Linked DNA regions of Mus musculus: region 2 is linked to region 1. Evidence: chromatin contacts called from public HiChIP or PLAC-seq data. All regions are on one chromosome and are shown on one strand. The core of a region is the stretch at or near the end of the contact, and the rest is flanking DNA. Distances in the headings are between cores, read along the strand shown.

Evidence for each region. HiChIP or PLAC-seq counts read pairs in DNA pulled down with a chosen protein or histone mark.
Region 2: an H3K27ac HiChIP or PLAC-seq map of epiblast stem cells shows a contact between it and region 1. The contact joins two enhancer-like sites. A contact is called at or near these places in 4 of 39 promoter capture datasets (embryonic stem cells, hippocampal neurons and stem cell-derived epiblast-like cells), 2 of 484 Hi-C or Micro-C datasets (cerebral cortex and cortical neurons) and 3 of 115 datasets of contacts at active chromatin or transcription factors (embryonic stem cells and epiblast stem cells).

The regions. Positions count from the first base shown.
Region 1 is chr16:12,766,739-12,771,110 of GRCm38.p6, reverse strand. It overlaps 4930414F18Rik (a long non-coding RNA gene), which reads left to right. Exons shown (of 3, transcript XR_875912.3): 2 at 3,796-3,948. Among named protein-coding and RNA genes, the nearest start is that of 1700003L19Rik, 42 kb to the left of the region's middle. Within about 2 kb of position 2,385, at least 5 of the 459 cell types and tissues checked have an H3K27ac peak or open chromatin away from gene starts, as enhancers often do. A contact at or near this core is called in epiblast stem cells, where this site is marked.
Region 2 is chr16:13,012,057-13,016,806 of GRCm38.p6, reverse strand. No RefSeq gene overlaps it. Among named protein-coding and RNA genes, the nearest start is that of Ercc4, 95 kb to the left of the region's middle. Within about 2 kb of position 2,741, at least 12 of the 459 cell types and tissues checked have an H3K27ac peak or open chromatin away from gene starts, as enhancers often do. A contact at or near this core is called in epiblast stem cells, where this site is marked.

The DNA.
Region 1 (4,372 bases), core at 1,136-3,635:
CATCATTGTGGGGCTTGATTTTATAGGCCTAAAAGAAAATCCCAGCAACCTTGTAATCTACACAATCTAATTTTAGAAATCATTTTCCATGTATGTGACCTCACTGAACTGGTATGTAAAAATGGAGTCTTTATTTGACAGTTTTAATATTTTAAGCACTCTATGTTGACATTTTTGATCAGATGGGTTGTTTTGTTGGCAGTAGTAGTTTGCAAACTAATGAAGAAAATAAGAGAGGAAATTATCTTGAAGCTGCTGAGTATTTGTGGCCAGAAGGTAAAGGAAGGAGGTACTAGAGTCTGGAGATAATTATCACCCCTGCCACAATTCTGCATTAGCGTTGGCAAAAGACCTAGGGTCTGACAGCTAAATTAGAGCCTGCTATGCAGTGAAAAATTAGCCACAGAAAGCTTGATTTAGGGTAACACTACGTCGCGTGCCACTTACTGTAGAGCTTGGCAGCTTGGTTCCATTCATAAGATTCATGGAAGGGTTAGGCTGCTGTGAAAATGTGCTGTGATTCACCTACAGCAGGCACTGTTTACAAAGCAATGGACCCACTGAAGGAGGAACACGCTCAACAGAATTCATCATTAGCACATGTATTGGTTTCTGTAAGCTTTTATACAACTCTAGGTTGTGTGCTGACAAATTTCCTCTTCCCTCCTGTCTCTGTGTTTTGTCCATACTATCGCTTCAAGCATGACTTCAAGGTCATGCATGATTTTATGTGTCTCAATAACATCTAGAAACCATCAGTGAAATTGAAAGAACCTAGTGGGGAAACCATCACTCGTATCCCGAGTCGGCATGCAACCACAGAATCATGAGAGACCGTCTTGATGCAAACACATGAGGTAGTTTAATGACAGAGCTCGGACTGACACGTATCTCACACAGGAGACAACGGTTGTCAGCCACGTGGCTTGAAAGCTAGGGGTTTTTATAGAAAAGGGTCTGGGGCTGGGGGAGGAATTGGTGCGGTTTCACATGATTGGTTCATTTAAACATCAGCAGACTGTACGTGCAGATCGAGGTAACAGCAGAGCATTGGTTAACATTTAACCCATGTCAGAAGGGCGGGAGATAGGGAGGCACCGGGCCAGTCCAGACATGTCATTCTCTTTATCTTTATGGCCAAGCAGCCTCAGGAATGTCTTAACGACAGGCCTGCACTGGCATGTCTTGGCCTGCTCCACAATGTTCTCAGCCCCAGGCTTCTAAGCTTGCAAACAACTCTTTGGACTAATTGACATGAGTTACATGGATCACAAGTCTTAAATTTCATTTTCTTTCAAAACCAGATGATGCTTTTTTTCAAAATGTAATATTATTTTAAAAAATGATTGGAATCTGAGATTTGAAGTCAGATTAGACTATAAACTCCTCTCCATCATTAGAGACTGTGCATCCCTTGGAAAGTGATAACCTTCCAGAGTCTTAGTTCCATCACCTGTAAAATGTGGATAATAATATGAGTGTGTGTGTGTGTGTGTGTGTGTGTGTGTGTGTGTGTTGCTTAGGCAAACAATGTAGTGTTGAGCTGTGTTCTAGCTCTAAGATGACCTACTCAAAGCAAGTTTCTCCAAATGTGCCTCTCTAGTTCAGGTATTAAAACCACAGGGAAAAATCAAGAAATCCTGGGAACACAGGTGTTCAGCATATCTCTGAAGATTCCTAAACTCATCCATTGTTTTTCCTTCAGTTTGTGTAATATTTTTATGCATGTGTATATTCAATAACATGCATCTGTCCATTTCTCAGTTACTCATCTGGTGGGAACTGTACAGAAATTAAGATATAGTGCTCCAGGTTGTTGTTTACTTGTTTTTTTATAGACCTGTAATTCCAGTTACTTGCTAGGCTAAGGCAGGGGGCATTGTATGGTGAAGATCTGCTTTAGCTACAGAATGAATTCAAAGCCACTTCAGGAAATGTACTTTGCCTATATGAAGAAAATATTCTTATGTATGTTTCATGTTGCTCTTTACCTCTTCATTCTAGAGCCCTCCTCAGTTCACACCATGTGAACAATCCACTCTTTAAGATGTAACTAGGGAAATAGACCTGCACTCAGTCTGGGGTAGCTCCTCCCAAAGGGCCCCTGTAATACCCCAGGTAAGCTGTTTACCTCAGCACTGCCATGTGGCCTTGAGATAATGTGCACATGCATCATCTGCCACCAAATGAGCTTCTGTTTCTTGCTAAGGTTGTTTTAATGGGGGTTCTTTTCCTCAAAGGCAAAAGTTATCACATGATTTTTCCCCAAATACTGTTAATTAAGCAAGTCATTTTTTCAGTCTCTCTCAGATTAGGAAATGTGGGTTCAGAACCATTGAGAGAGCTGCTCATAGTCACACAGGGAGGGAAGAACACTGAACTTCAGACAGGCTTCCCAGGATCCTGCTGTGGTGACTGAGACAGCTCAGTCAGTCAACAGGTTCTACAGGGCAGGAATGAGAATTGAAAAGAAAAAAGATAATTAGACAACATTGTAGCAAGATCCCAGCCAGTTCTGAGGCTGAAAGTTGTTTTTGTTTTTGTTTTTGTTTTTGTTTTTGTTTTTTCTAGTCTTCTTTTAAGTGATGCAAAATGATAAGATCAGTTCTGGGTCAAGGAATAAGCAAGGCAATAAACAAAATTCTATAAACCTGGGTTCTAAGGTGCTGGAGAGATTATCAAGACAAAAGGGATGTTTTGCATTAACTCAAATGTAAATGTTCTTAATCTGGGCCTATTTCCTGAGACCAGGCCCACAAGCCAGATCCCTGCCTTGACCTCCCTTCTGTCCTGGCTCCATATAAAATTCCTCACAAGTATCTAGAAGCAAGCGGCCCCCAAAGGCTCTCCACACCATGTTATTCGCTGTGCACTGTGGTAACAAGAAACCTGAAGAACCCCACTTGAGGAAGAAGAGGTTTGCTTTGACTCAGGTTCATAGCTACCTGTTCATGGGGTACTGTGTGTCACCAAGGCCAGCCCAGGGTGTTAGAAGACCCCTGGACTTGCAGTCGGTGTCAGGAGTGAGGATGCTTTTTTGGACTCTGGAACTCCAAATGTGTCCTCCAAATGTATCCACTTTGCACTCCTTAGAGACAAGGGAGGTGCCAGACTGTCTTAAAGTTAAGTTTAACTTCTCACTAGGGAGCACAAAGGTCATCATTAGAGATACTTCCTTAAGAGGAGAGAAAAGCGATGGTTACAGCTGCTGGGGAAGCAAATAGTGCCATCTACCACAATCTTTTCTCCCCTCTCATTTCCAGAATATAAAACATCCAACTATAAAATGACCAAGGGGCTTCAGTCATCTCGATATTTCTTTGGATCTCTTATGATTTCCATGAGGGACAGGACAATTTTTATATCCAAGATTGTAATTTGTAAGCTTGCCAGTGATCTTATTCCTTTAGGGTCCAAGAAGCTTTGGAAAAGGACCTGATTGGACATTATCCCATGACTGATGCTTATATAATATAACACCAACATTTCACAGAATAAAAAGCCAGCCGAGGACTCCCTTGGGGCCTTGTTCTTGTCACGAATTAGGATTGAGGACAGAAGCAAGAAGGAAGCCTCAGACTCAGAGGTCAGATCATAATAGTTTATTTATTCATAAGTAGCAAGAAACAAATAAGTAGCAAAATGGGATCACATTCATTCACACACACACACACACACACACACACACACACACACACACACACACACTTCACTAACCTCTGGTCAGGCCCATGTCTTGCCTGGTTCAATGGTGGCACGTTGAGTAAGGTTCGAGCTGTGTCCTTCTGCTTTCAGGCCCAGCTGGAGCTCGGTCCTCGGTGCGGGCTCATCTTGTTCGGTGGCAGGCATCCGGGTTGGTGGATTCTGGTGGACTCGATCTCTCAGCATGTTGGCATCTTTGTGGGACTCGGGACTCTGGGAGCGAGTGATTTGCCATGGCTAGACAAGGTATTTAAGCTACTCTTAGCCAATCTTAATTAAGGCATTCACACATTACTTCACTGGGCATTTGCCTTACTTCAATATTATCATACTCATGCACACACTATAGGCTTTGTTTCCATGGTTACGTTCCGCCATGGTATCATTTCCTTATGTCATTTATATCTTGTTCCTTACAGTTCCCCATCTACCAGACAGCCACTTCTCACTGTCAGACCCGGAAACTTGCTGAGTTTGGTTTGGTTTATTTCTACATTTGTAGAGATACAATGGCCAGTATAAACACAATATTCTTGGAGTGACCACGTTAATCTATTGAATACTATTATTTACTAGGCATTAAGCAGCAGCTTTGTGTTAGTCATGTATATTTGGCTACATGCCTCTGTCCCTGGGCAACTTGTGACAGTCCTTTCATCACTGTGCAGGC
Region 2 (4,750 bases), core at 1,492-3,991, 250 kb before region 1:
CCCAAGAATTTCATAAATTCATTGTTTTTAATAGCTGAGTAGTACTCCATTGTGTAAATGTACTACATTGTCTGTATTCATTCCTCTGTTGAGGGACATCTGGATTCTTTCCAGCTTCTGGCTATTATAAATAAGGCTGCTATGAACATAGTGGAGCATGTGTCCTTCTTACCAGTTGGAACATCTTCTGGGTATATGCCCAGGAGTGGTATTAGTGGGTCCTTTAGGTCCATCTTTTTGTTTTTAAGAATGATTTAAAAGTAGAATTGTTGAATTGAAGATACTCAATGAAAAAATAGAGACATAAGTCACATAACACAGCCATTGAACCCATACTGTGTCCAGTAGCATTTAGCTATGCAACAATGGCTTCAATTTTCAAAACAAGACATCAGTTCAAAACAAAACTCTCTACCCATTAAGCAGTGCTGTAAGTTGGATCTGGAGTGTTCCCAGATACCTGTGTTGGAAGGTTTGGTTGTCAGTATGTGGTGCTGTTTGGAGGTTCTACACTAGAGATTCTTAATCTTCCAGACGCTGTTACTCTTTAATACAGTTCTTCCTGTTGGGTGACCCCCAAACACAAAGTTATTATGTTGCTACTTCATAACTGTAATTTTGCTACTATTAAGAATTGTAAAGCAAATATCTGGTATGCAGCATGTCTGATATGCAATCCCTGTGAGAGGGTCAATCAACCCTCAAGGGGGTAGTGAGCCCACAGAGAACCACCTGAGAACTGCTGTTGTAGAGACTTTATGGAGTGGAGCTGACTTAGAATCCGGGCTGCTGGGAGGGTGGGAAGGAATGTTGGAGCCCAATCTCATCTACCCCCTCTCTCTTTGCTGCCTAGCCTACATGTGGTGAACAGACCTTGTGTGCCATACACTCCTGCCAGAACAATATGACCAGGAAGCTTTAAAACTGTGAGTCTAGAACCTTTCCTCCTTATAAGATGTTCATTTCAAAGATTTTTGTTATAGTAATTATAGGTTATTGATCAATAAACACAATTTCTGAACATTAGTCCTGACTGTCAGCCCTAGTCACCCACCATTCACTTCTTTCATTATGATATATTTCATATAATAAAATTGTATTATAAGTGACCTTTTGTGTCTGAACTCTTTCAAAGGATGTTCACACTGAAGCCTGTATCAATGTTCCTGCCACCTCTTACTTTTCCTCCTCTCTGTCCTCTTCCTCTTCTTCCCTCTCCACCTCCTTTCTGTCTTCCTCCTCCTCCCTGTTTTCCCCCTTCTTACCCTCTTCCTCCCTGTCTTCCTCCTTCCTGTCTTCTTCCTCCCTGTCTTCCTCCTCCCTGTCCTCTTCCTCCTCCTCCTTGTCTTCCTCCTTCCTGTTCTCTTCCTCCTCCTCTCTGGCCTCCTCCTCCTCCTTTATGACTGAAAAGTAATCTCACTAACGGACAGATCACATTTTGCTTATCTATTCACCTTTTAATGTTTCTTGAGGGACAGGGGAAATAGTGAAGATGCTAGTCTGTGTTTTCCCAGAAGTAGAACACAGGATGGATTTGAGCTTGATGCTTGAAACACCTTGGAGAACAAAAGGAAAGGAAGGGAAGCAGAGAAGACAGAACTGTGCTCAAAAGCAGCATCAACATCCCGCACAGGTTATCTCTAAGTCCTTCCCATTATGCGGAGGGAATGATGTTACTCATTTCACAGAAGAGGAAACTGAGGTAAGAAACAGATCTGGGATTGGAGCTCAGATCCAGCTCACGCCCGCACACTCTTCATGATCTCAGTGTGAATTCAATTGTCCCCAGACTCAGCTTCATTCAGACCTTCTGAGTGTTTTTCCGAGTGTCTCAGCCCTTTTTCTACAAGAGCCTCTGCTCCCCTTTCACTGCTGTGGTAGATGATGCAAAGGGCTGCCTTGCTCTGTGATTGAGGTTGAAAGCATTTTTTTTTAGGTCCTGGGTGGGGACTTGACTCCCTACCCATGTGCTCGCTCCTCTCTTTGATCCCACCGATCACTTCTGGAACTGTTACGAAAAAAGACACTGAGCACCAAACCAGCATCAGCCCCTCAAGGACAAGCACGAAGGGTTTGAAATGTAAACCTAATTAAATTTTATTAAACCTGAAATTAATTAGCCCTGTCTCTGGGTTAAAGCTCCCACAGAGGCCGCTTAAGCTGGCTGTTTGCGGATGAGGATGAATGGACTTTGGGTGCAGGCTGCTAGGGATCTCTAACGCCTTACTTGAAGCGCGGTCTGGGCATTGGAGGGGATAGGTTGAATCAGCCCTTCTCACCAAGCAGTTCCAAGTAGCCCGGTTCTCAGCACAGTTGAGAGCAAAGGGAAAGCCTCAGTTGCAGCAGTGGGAGGCCACCGATCAGCAAGGCAAGCTCAGGAACTGCATCCTTCCTGAAGCAGGGGCTTTTTCAGCATTTCAGAAAGTGTTGTGTAAACCAAAGTTAGGCTGGGCCCTTGTGGATTTGTTTACTGGTCATTAGCTGCTCCAAGGAGGAGACAGGGAACAATAAGCTGAGGAGTTTCAATTAAAAGTTAGGAATCCCAGCCATTGAATATGAAGAAATAGACAGCAGCAAATATGCTAAGTCTCCAAGGTACACAAAGCAAAGCAAAACAAAAGAAACCTTTAACCCAAATTCTATCTGCATAGCCGGGTCACTTCCTCTGCCTGGTGTTTGTGCAGGTGCACTCCTGCTGCTGAGTCACTCGATTGCGCCCCCTCCCCAAGGAAATCCCCACTTATTTCCCAAATGTCATGCAGATTGAGCCACCTGCTCTGTGTCACTGGTGAAATTTGAGGCCATTGAGCTGCCTGAACCTATTAAGAAGAGTATAAAGAAGGACAAGGACGTGTAATAACTCCACAAGCCCCACAAGTGGACACTCAGAGTCTATTGGCTGGCAATAGCCACATGGCCCACTGCAGAGGAAGCTGGGAAGTATCCAAGAGAATATGGAATCATTGGTGTCGGGAAAGAATATTCTTAGTGTCACACAAAGAAGCACACTAGCAAAGTGAAATTAATCTAGCAAGGCAATTACTTTTTATAGAAGGGTGAGTCATGACCCAAACCAAACCATGAAGCACACATGGTTGTGTATTGCCCAAGCTTTTGTTCCACCGGCAAGAACACGCTCAGGACAACCGGAATCTTCTGCGGCAAAAGCTTTATTGCTTACTTCTTCAGGAGCAAGAGCGAGAATGGCAAAACCCCGTCCCTTCTAAGGAGAATTATCCTCCGCCTAGGACGTGTCGCTCCCTGATTGGCTGCAGCCCATCGGCCGAGTTGTCGTCATGGGGAAGGCAGAGCACATGGAGTGGAGAACTACCCCGGCACATGCGCAGATTATTTGTTTACTACTTAGAACACAGGATGTCAGCGCCATCTTGTAGTGGCGAATGTGAGGGCGGCTCCCCACAGTTGTGTGTTTGAGAAGTTCATATTTTAATGCAAGTGATGACTGTGTCTTGCTCTATTGGTGGGAGCTTGACTCCACTTGCTATCCTCCTTATGGTTCCTGTTCTACTGAGGTATGAGGTAGTAAGATGGGTCACCTTGTGATGTTTTGAATAGGAACATAGGAACATAGGAACGGCTCCCATAGACTCAAGTGTTTGCTTGGTTCATAGAGAATGGCACTATTAGGAGATGTGGCCTTGTTGGAGTAGGCGGGGTTTTATTAAAGGGGGTGGGTTTTGAGGTCTCAGAAGCTCAAACCAGTTCACTTCCTGTTGCCTTTAGGTCAAGACGTAGAGCTCTTAGCCCCTTTCTGCAGCATCATGTCTGCTGGCATACTGCCATGCTTTTCATCATGATGATAAAGTACGAAACCTATGAACTGTAGCATAGCCACAATTGAATGCTTTCCTTTATAAGAATTGCTGAGTTCTGGTGGGCGATTCATGGGTCAAATGATCAACTGACCACAGATCCTTCTAGAAATCTCCAAATACTTTTCAAAATTTTTTACTCTGTACAGGCAAAGAGGCATCTAGGGAGTGGGAAATGCCCCAGCTGGGGTGGCATGGGGTAGGGTAGCTGTCCAGTTGGGGACCAGGACAGGGTCTGTCCAACTGGGGACCAGAAAGAGGGCTCTGTTGAGCTGAGGACTTGGTGAGCGGTATGCTGATGGAGATTCTTTTAAGCCTAAGGACTGACTGACTGTTGGCTGCAGGCAAAAAAATATGTACAAAAAGCAGCTGTGCTAGCCAGCTCCTGACCCTTTTTTCTTTCCCAACACTAAGGTGAGAGGGTGAAGTTTTCCTGTGGCTGTTTCAGACTTCCCTTGAAAGTTTCAAAACTGAGAAAGAGCACCCTACCTCCCGTGTAGAATTATGTGTGCACATTATAAAGCCACAGCTCACAGCCTGTATATACACGAAAAGACTTTGAAACTCCCACTACGCAGAACCAATAATGTCATTGCAACATTCTGATATCCTCAGTATTTCTAAGTACACCTGCATATTTTCCCCCATCTCTCTCCCTTTCTTCCCCCGTCCCCCCCTCTCTCATACACACCCCCGCCCCTTACATGCACTCCTATGGGCCCACACTTAACAGGGTTCTCACATCTGCACACACTCTCACGTGCATACTCACACCCACACACTCAGTACCCACACATGCTGTTATGTAAATGAGATCATATTCTGACTGCTGGCTAACCTGCTTTTTCACTCAACATTCTGCCATGGTCTTCTTTCTGGGTCAACAAATTTAGAAATATCTCATCAATTTTAATGGC